2 separate regions of the Gossypium hirsutum genome follow, and region 2 is linked to region 1. Evidence: chromatin contacts called from public Hi-C data. All regions are on one chromosome and are shown on one strand. The core of a region is the stretch at or near the end of the contact, and the rest is flanking DNA. Distances in the headings are between cores, read along the strand shown.

Region 1 (4,842 bases), core at 2,041-4,540:
GGACGATGTTGTTATTCAAACTAAAGTGATATTTTCATTGCTAAATTGAGAATTTCATAAATGTGTTATTGAATGGTATAATCAATAAACATTGAGTTAAATGGTAAATACGTATTAGTTTTGAATTTGATGTCATTGAATTGCACGTGAATTAAATGGAAATTGCTAGTGATATGATTTAAATTATGAGCATGAGAAATTGCGAATTGAATGAAATGGAAATGAAGCATTAAATTGCATGAGTATGTATCGGGTCTCGCGGGCCCTAATTATTATGATTATAATATTTTGAGGATATATTGGGAAAAGTTATAGAAACATGTTAATTATTTTGAAAGTTTTAATTTTGATGAAATTTTATAACTCGGTTAAATACGTTTACAAGTGTATGTGTTTTGGTAATGCCTCGTACCCTATTCCGGTGTTGGATACGGGTAAGGGGTGTTACACAAATGGTTTTTGTAATGTTCGTTTTGAGCTAAGGTTTGTCGATGATAGGTCCTAGAAGCCTCGTAACCAATCGTGGCCCTTTGATGTTGGTCACACTGTGGCCTATATCTTTCGGGGGCTAACTATAAAGCCTTGACAATATATAGTGATCTATGGGAAGTGTTAGGACCGAAAGTGAAGGATTTCAGATGATGTGCCTCATATATTTCCCCTTATTCCTTCAAGGGGAAGGGGTGATCAATTGGAGTAGGGACTAACACAAGTGTTGTTACTGATGCAGGACCATTCAACCATCTTTTTCACGTAGTCAATCTCAACCTTTAGGTGAGGAAATATCTTCTGCAAATTTTGCTACAACTGGGGTTTCCTCTGATGAAAAGGAGAAGGATCATTTATGTTGAAAAAATCAGTTTAGAAAATAATTATTATAAGTACAGTGGAAGTTTTAAATTTTTTTCTAAAACTAAACTCTTTTGTGATATTTAAAGTATAAACCCAAACTAGAATTATACATGTGCTTTGTGCAAGGTGGACTTAAGTCGATCCTTGCTATCAACTGAACGACATTCTTCACTATTCTTGTAACACGAATTGCGTTGAGTGTGGGTTTGAACAACATGAACAAAAAAACACAGAAAAGAAACCCTTACTTTTAGTAGGTGGCGACACACCAATGTACGAACACTAAACAGAAAATTAGCAAGAAATATAGAGAATCAAAAGTGACTTCAACTATAAGTGTGACAGGTCAGTTGTAATATTTATATGTGTTACAATGGAACACACGAAATATTCTAAGGATCGAACACAAGAGATTGTCAATTGTAAATTTGTTTGTCAAATTAATTACAAGCTAAACAATTACTAGTCTATTTGAATCAAAAATTAGTAACGCAAACCAAATATGAAAATATATTAAAGCTAAATTCTAAATTTACAAATAAAAATACTAAACCAACTTTCTTCCATTTTACTAGAAACAATGCAAATGGATTGGAATGATGGTCGAATAATTCGTTAATTACTAACTAAGCTAATAAACCAATGTTGATTATATTATTTGCCACTTGTTGCTAGGAATCTCCTTTCGGTCTCACTTATGCATATAAATCTCCTATCAGTTTCACTACTCGACACAAATGTATCAAAGTCCTACCTGATAAAGTCTCCTCTCAAACTCATCTATCTAAATCTTCCACTAAAGGCGTCAATTCTAGTGTAATATGCGATTCAATACAATTGAACAAAAAAAAAACCAAATCATAGATAATGACTTAGTTAAGTAACTCACTCATCAATCAACCAATAAAACAATTTAGTGAATAATCAAACTTAAATCTCATACAAGCATTTTAACAAACACATAGTAGGCATAAAATATAAAAGAGCAGGATTTGAGAAAATGCTCATTAATAAATTAAAATTCAATGAAGCCCACAAGTTTGATCATCTCCATTAACAGAGTTCTCGACAAAAGAGAAGAAAATCTGCAACCAAAATCTATTCTAAATAAAGTTTTACTGTCATAATTTTATATAAATAAATAATCAACCCAGTGAGAAGCGTGGGTAAACTATACTAGTATTATTTAAATATCACTTTAAATCACATTTTGTTAACATTTGTCTTATATTTTTATCTGTAAAAGTTATTGATTTTAATATTAAAGTAAATATAATTTGAAATTTTAAACTAATTTGCATGTTAATATGAATTTGACGAGAATAGTTTATTAAATAAAAATAATAATATTTTTTAAAAATAAAATAAAATAATATTTGCTAATTAAATGATAATTGATTTAATATATAATAAAGTCCATTATTTTTGGACAATAATTAAGAGAATAAAATAGCATTTTCATAGTATTAAAGATAATAAAAAGGGAAATAACCAATAGTAAAAATTAACTAATTGGATAAAATAACATAACTAACAATAAAAGGTTTCCTTATTAGTTTAAAAGTTTTTCTAGGCTCGTGCTTATATATATATTATAGATATAGATGTTGATGGTAAAAGTGTATAGAATTTCTAATGCATCAATAAAAAATTAGGTTAAAATGTCAAATAAGCCCTCCAAAATAATTAAAAATCAATTAAGCCCATCAATGAAAAGTGCATCCAATTGAGCCATTTGAATCATGATTTGTGCCCAATTGGGTCCCTTAAATTCATTTTTCCATCGAAGCCCCTAACGAGCCCCTAACAAGTTATAGGCTTCTCTCGAAGTCACTACATATTCAATCTTTTAATCAATTTAACATATGTCTATGCCAAGTTAATATCAATATTACAATTGCAAGCACCGTTCCGACAAGATCATGAACAGTAACAATATATGTCTATATCGTTACAAATTTAACATCAAAGAAATTAAACATGCACCATTCAAGTTTTATGTCCATTAATCACAACCCTTTTAGATTTAACAATTAACTCAATTACCCACTAATGTTGATCAAGCAACAGCAAGCTTAAACATGAAAATCACTTGAATGAATAAACATCAAATTGCATCAAACATCCCTAGCAAAGTACCAATAATCTCATATTAGGGTTCCATAATCATTCTAGCATATAAACTTTTAGCTCATAATCATCAAACTAAAAAAAACTTCAAAAAAATTTATCCATGATTTCAAACAATAGAAAAAACAAAATAATAGGTAAAGACAAAGGCGAAGAGATGTGAGTCGAATGTCGGTGGTTCTCCACAAGTTGTTTGCGTCTTGTTCTTCCTCCTCTTATCTGCTTCTTTTCCGACGCTCTTACCCTGAAAGTTTTTGTTCTGTTTGTTCAATCTCAGCGGCTGCCCTCCTATTTTTTGAGAAATATGATATTTATATCATCCCTTAAAGAAGATAGACTAGATCAAACCCCTTTCGTATTCTATTTTTTTCCTATTAGAAATGTTTTGGGCCTTTACATGTTTGTCTAGCCTATTCTTTCTGGTTCCCGGATACTATCAGCACTTGATTAAAAGATGGGTTAAGCTCAAAAGCTGATGTGGAGCTCTTTAAGTATGAAGTTTCCAATTTGTTCCTGTCAGGTTTAAGGCTATGGCATTGCTGCAGCATTGAGGCTTCAATTGGTGAAATTTAGCATATTCTTTTCTCCATATTTCTAATGTTCTACTAGTCACCTTCAAGGATAAAAATTCACATTTTCAGTGTCCAAATTGGCAGGAATACATTATTAAAATAAAGCTTCAAAGATTAACTACTTACCATAAACATAATTAAAATAACTACTAAAACACTCTCAATCACTCTTAACTTGAATGAAATAAAAGCTTAAAAGTAATAAAATAACTCTAGTAATTAAAATAACTACTAAAACACTCTCAATCACTCTGAACTTGAATGAAATAAAAGCTTAAAAGTAATAAAATAACTCTATATCCTAGAGTTATCAAATATAATTAAAAATAAAAATTACTACACCTTTTTGTTTTTTTTCTCACACGTTGCCCTAGATCATATATGAAATCATCCTTATGAACTTTCATTTTATAATCCTTCCCCAACTAAAAAATTATGCATCAGTAGAGGTGTTCATAGGCCAAGCCAAGCTTAGGCCCGATTCAAACAAAAATTTTAGTCCCAAGCCTAACTAGACATGGCCTACCGAAATGATTCATTTCACTGTTTTAAAAATAATAAAAAACATTTTTATTTAAATTTAATTATAAAAATATAAATTTATTTTTAATTTTTTTGAATAGTAAATCGGATCGACCCATGAATATCTCTACCTATCACTCACCTCTAGCCATCGAGCACTAAACTCATCGTCACTCAAACCTCTCACTAGGCACCCTCACAAGTTCAATCATTGTCACACTTTAGTTTCCCCATTTATGCACTGAAGGCAGGCTTTTACTTCCCTATCCATCCATTTGTGGGTGAAGTCTTCAACTACTATGGTGTTGCAGCGAGGCAACTCGTTGGAGATTCATGGTGGATTATCATAGGGTTCCTCATCCATTGTACCAAACGAAAGGAGTAGCCCTAGCTAAGGGTTTTTTAGAACCTATTTCAACTGTTGCAAGTAAATCAAACTACTTATCCGAGGTTGTTTTATTTTGCCAAGCATTAAGAGAACCCTTCGGTGGAAAACTTGATGCATGGGAAGGTTAGCAACATGAGATTGGATCACCACAAGTACATACTTGTGGAATCAAAGTTTAAGGGTTTTGACTTTCCCATTGAATGGACTGTACCTCCCACTAAATTGTACAATTCCAAGCCTTTCTTTGGAGGTTACAAGGTTACCAAAAAGCAATTCAATAATCTCTAGAAGGTGTTTAAGTATTGTTTATTCAATGAGGGTGAGAACAGTTTTTGCAGTGTTGATTTTGAGCTAAGGTTTGTTGATGATGGGTCCTAG
Region 2 (4,926 bases), core at 1,285-3,784, 35 kb after region 1:
ATAATAGGATTCATTAACTCGAATCGACTTGAAATTTTTTTACTTGATTCGAAAAAATTCAAATTGAATTCGGTTGCTAAAATAGGATTTGTCAACTCGACTAACTCAAAATTTTTGACTCAATTCAACTCGACTTGATCGAATACTCACCCCTAATAGGAGGTATTTAAGACTTTTGTGGTCAGTATAGATATGACATTTTTCTCTGTACATGTAGTGTCTCCAGATTTTTAAAACAAACACAATAGCAACCAACTCTAAATCATGCATCAGGTAATTGCATTCATGCAATTTTAATTGCTGAGACACATACGCAATCACCTTACCATATTGCATTAACACACAACCCAATCCATTAAACGAAGCATCACTCTACACCATGAATTCTCTCCTCGACTCAGACTAAGTCAAGATCATGCCTTTAACGGTAGCATAGCTTCAATTTCTTCTTATTGGTTTGACATCCGCATAAATTGCAAATATAAAGGAACATTGAATTTAAATTACATTATAAGTGGGGATGGCAATTCGAATTGCAGATTCAAATATCTATAGATATTTGATCCATTTTTTGCGGCTTAGGATATTGTAGATTCGGATAATATTCATATTCAGATTTTAAAACTACCATCTACTTTGAATTCGAAGCTAATGCAAATAAATACATCAGATATCCATTATCGAAATTTGCATTGCTTATTCAGATAATGAATAAGGATTTGGATTCAATATCTAAATCCACTAGTTATAAAATACTTATAATTTTGATTTTATATATATATAAAGAAAAAAGAATTTTAGTAGATTTGAATATTCAAAAAAATTATTCAAATTTAGATTTTTGCAAATTTGAATGTCCAAAAAATTATTCAAAAGTTTGAAATTAGTTTTTTTTTGAGAATTTAGATAGCTTACAGATAATAGTATTTAACTCGATTTTGATAGAAATACTCAAATAACTTGGATAATAAAAAATTTTGGATTTTTAAGCAGATTTGTGGGTTCAAATAATTAAAAAAATGAAGATATTCGACCCATTGTTATTCCTAGTTATGAGATTATATTAATTAAATTAAACGAAATCAACAACATAGTACATAGTTTATTGAAGTATTCAATTCTCTATCAATTATTCCTCATATCAATACCAAAAATCTCTTTCATTATTTTGTATGATCACAATGCTCAAGAAAACTAATAAATTACAAAATGTTATAGGTATAAAACATTTAGAAAGTAATGGATTTTATGATTAAGAGTTCTACTTTTATCTTCTAGAAAGAGTGAAAGTGAGAAGTTTAGAGGTTATTACAATGAATGGAAGTAGATACCACCCCTACAACATTTAAATCGCAAGGAAACCATTCACTTCCTCATTCCCTAGTCTACACCCTTTGGACAATGCTCTATATAGGCAAGCTAAGACAACAGAGTCCCAACTATATGTATTGACCATTTATAAATTTAATAACAATGGGAGATATATTATATGAACTAAGTTGCTAGACTTTTTTGGCATCGGTATCAACACAACATCGACCAAGCAAAAAATGTATGCTCAAGCATGACAATCAATATCAATAGAGGTTGGATTCCCTATGAGCTACTCGAATTACCTTTTCAACCAATCTAACTTCATCAAGAGCCCGTTGAAATAAGATAGAAGGTTGATATCACTCTAAAAGTTTCGTAGAGGATATGCCTTGAATTGTGCTCAAAACTTCTCATTACAAGACACTCATCCACTAGAAGCCCCATCAACAATATTACATCTTCTAGTGTTATTGTCGCTTCACCGCATGGGAGATGAAATGTTTGAGTCTTTGGTCTCTATCATTTAATTAGAGCGGATAAGAATAATAGAATGTACGTAACTCTGACAATTTGACTTACATGGTAGAAATTGATGTTTGTTAATTGAGGAACCATTCTCTCATCATGTGAACCTATATTCATATGACCACGAAGCAGAGCCATAAGAGAATATTCCATTGTCATTGCATTCCAACCAACATCTCCTTTTTCAGGTTTCAATAAGTTGAAAGTCATTATAGTACGATTGATAGTTGTATTTTGGAGATACTTGTCTATGTAAAGCTTAGGGTAGAAGATAGAAGACGATTTGTTTTAGCTTAATGTAAAAAGAAGTAACAAATTTGATTGTTTATTTATAAACAAGATAATGCTAAAGTTTTCAAGTGAAAGTCGACAATCACAAGTGCCAAACTTCAATTTTTATGTCTGTTAAGTTTTAATTAGGTTACTTATTTTTTAAATTTTAAACTAAATTAAATTACTGTTATTTTTTAAAACTTTACATTAAATTAAATTATTAAAGGTTTATAGCCCTCCCAACATGTTAGGATATTTTTTTTATTTTAAATTAAATTAAATTACTAGAGTTTTTAATTGTCATTTTCAGTAATATCGATTCGAACAATGTGTGATACAATTGTAAAAAACACTTGTTTATATATAAAAATAGTTCTTAAAAACATATATTAATAATGAAATATATAACATGAAAGTAAAAAGAAAAAAATCAATTTTCATTTTAGTTTGTTTTATTTTCTTATAGATTTGTTCCAATGGGGGATGGGGTTTTGTAAAGCTCGTCATATGATTATGGTTTTTATTATTTTCTTTCATTTTATTGTGTTATTTTCAGATAAAATACTGAATTTTACCTCATAACTCTTTAGCTCCGGAACGAAAAAAAACAAAGAAAGAAAAACTTGAGATTCCTCTCCCTCTTTCACCCAAACCTCTCTTTTCGCTGAATACCATTCCCTATATTCTTTCTTACTTCAATATGGGTTTTTTACCCTTAATATCTTAAATACCAGAAAACAATTTCTCTCTTTCCTTTTTCTTTTTTTTTTAATTTCGATTTTTCTGGGGATTTTTGAATCTGGGTATTTCTGAAAATGGGGAAAAACCAAGCCTACAAGGCTATGCAAAGAGCCAGGCTTGGCTCTTCCTCTGCTGGCCCTGAAGAGATCGAGGATGGCATGGTTTGTACCCTTCCATGTTCAAACAATTCTATATATAAATATTCGATTTATGATAGTTACCTGCACTTGTTTTTTCGTCTGGGTGCTTTGTATTTCTTGATTTATTTCCATTTCATTTATATTGATGGATGTGTTTCTTGGTTGGTGCTTCCAATGTTTGGGAATTTACTTTTGGGGTCTTCTAAAATCTTTTTTTGACTTATCTTGTGTCAATTTGTTAGGTTAAATCTATGTAGTTTATTCAGTGTTGGTAGTTGGAACTTAGAAGTGATTTAGCGAAGCATTAATATTATGCTCTTACTAATTGTTCAAATATCGAGCTCAAATTTGTTGGGCGTGATGGCATAGAGCTTTGCTAATAAGAATATGTTATTTGTTTTAGCTCAGTGTAATCTTGATTTGATGATGAGTCGTTCTCTGAGGGAGCTTATGGTTTTGGATTCATCACTATTTTTTTTTCGTATTTCTTGCTAATCAATGTGATAAATGTTATGCTTCTTTCAAGTATGCAATCATTCAAATTCTTACAACTTTGTTTTTGGTCTATACCAGTTTAAGTTCTTTTTTTGCTTGATAGCTATTACGTTTGCTAACTTTGCGTAATTGGATGAAGTACTTAAGAACATTCTACAAATTGATTTTTGATGAAAAAGTTGCTCTCTTTTATTTTTATTTTATTTTTTGCTATGAGATTGTAGAATTTTATTGGAAACGCTAGTTGTATTCTTAATAATATTCGTTTTCTGGAACATTTCTGATGAGGAGAATCGCAGGTGGATGGTTCTTTTCATTCACCAGAGTGGCATGCTGCTCGTTTGGCCAGTCTTAAAACTTCTCATACAGTTACATGGGAAGAGTTCAGAAAGAAACAAAAAGTAAGCTACAGAAAAGTTTCCTCCCTTGTTTCTATGATGTTGATTTGTCGAAAAAGTTGCTAAAGTAAATGTATTCGATCTTATAATGATTCATGCTGATTGAATCCCGTGTTTCTGTTATTAGACATGCTATGCAAATCTATATACATTGGAAAATTTGTTAAGAATCGATTCCATATTTTTTTATAAACTTAGACAACAAAATCTCTCAAAAGTGATCCAAAAAACCTACCTGCTTCCTTCATAATTTTAGTTGAATGTAATCATGTCATTACAGAAAGGGGGGAAACTATTTTAGCAGTCTATCAATTTTGTTCTTTTCAATGGATCTTTGTGGTTGAGTTAGTTGCTAAAATACCGTCCAATTAAGCATTATTTGTAAATTACAGCCATGCTGTATTGATACTAGTTTCGAACATCAGAGGCTGAGCTTTATGCAACCAAAATTCAACAGCTGGGAGAAATCAAATCAAGAACAAAGATGAGGCACTAAGAAATTTCTGTGTCGAAATTACCTGTTCATTTGCTAAATATTATGGCCATGGAACTATTCTCCGAACTAATCTGGTTGTTTAATTGTATTGCTAACCCAGCAGTTTTTGGTAATGTGATACACAACCTGGTTCATAAGGTGGGTTTTAAACATTGTTTTGTGTATTTTGTTGATATGCTAGGAAGATGCATTGAGAAAAGGGGAACTAGAAGCAGATACGGATCGAATGATGCGAGAATATAGAGCTCAGTTAGATGCTGAAAGGGCAAGCAAGCTTGCACATGGTAGAAACCACTCCAGTAGTAAATCTAGCCATAAAAAGGGTATGTGTAAAAGGCCTTAAAAAGGCTGGTATTCTCACGCTTGTGATTTAATTACTGTCTTTTTCTTGCTCTCTAAGGGTGTTGAATTCATTGCAGATCGAAAAGACAAAGATTCAAAGAAACGCAGCAGCAAAAAAAGAAAGGTTTGAATAATTTCTAACAACTTTGTAACTGTAATTTTACGTTTTGTGTATCATCCCCTGTTATTGTTATTATTATGA

What was found. A called contact is a pair of places that touch in the nucleus more often than the background predicts.
Region 2: a contact with region 1 is called in a Hi-C map of leaf, with 1.7 times the contacts expected there. The contact joins the promoter of LOC107914584 here to the enhancer-like site in region 1. A contact is called at or near these places in 15 of 34 Hi-C or Micro-C datasets (anther, callus, fibers and 3 more).

The regions. Positions count from the first base shown.
Region 1 is chrD10:20,978,756-20,983,597 of Gossypium_hirsutum_v2.1, forward strand. LOC107914582 (a long non-coding RNA gene) reads right to left here. Exons shown (of 3, transcript XR_001688926.2): 3 at 2,928-3,595. Among protein-coding and RNA genes, the nearest start is that of LOC107914580, 5.7 kb to the left of the region's middle. Within about 2 kb of position 3,291, at least 4 of the 9 cell types and tissues checked have an H3K27ac peak or open chromatin away from gene starts, as enhancers often do. A contact at or near this core is called in fibers, where this site is marked.
Region 2 is chrD10:21,014,427-21,019,352 of Gossypium_hirsutum_v2.1, forward strand. LOC107914584 (protein FAM133) reads left to right here and starts at 2,535. Exons shown (of 5, transcript XM_016843526.2): 1 at 2,535-3,014; 2 at 3,788-3,889; 3 at 4,564-4,705; 4 at 4,802-4,848. The coding sequence starts at 2,928.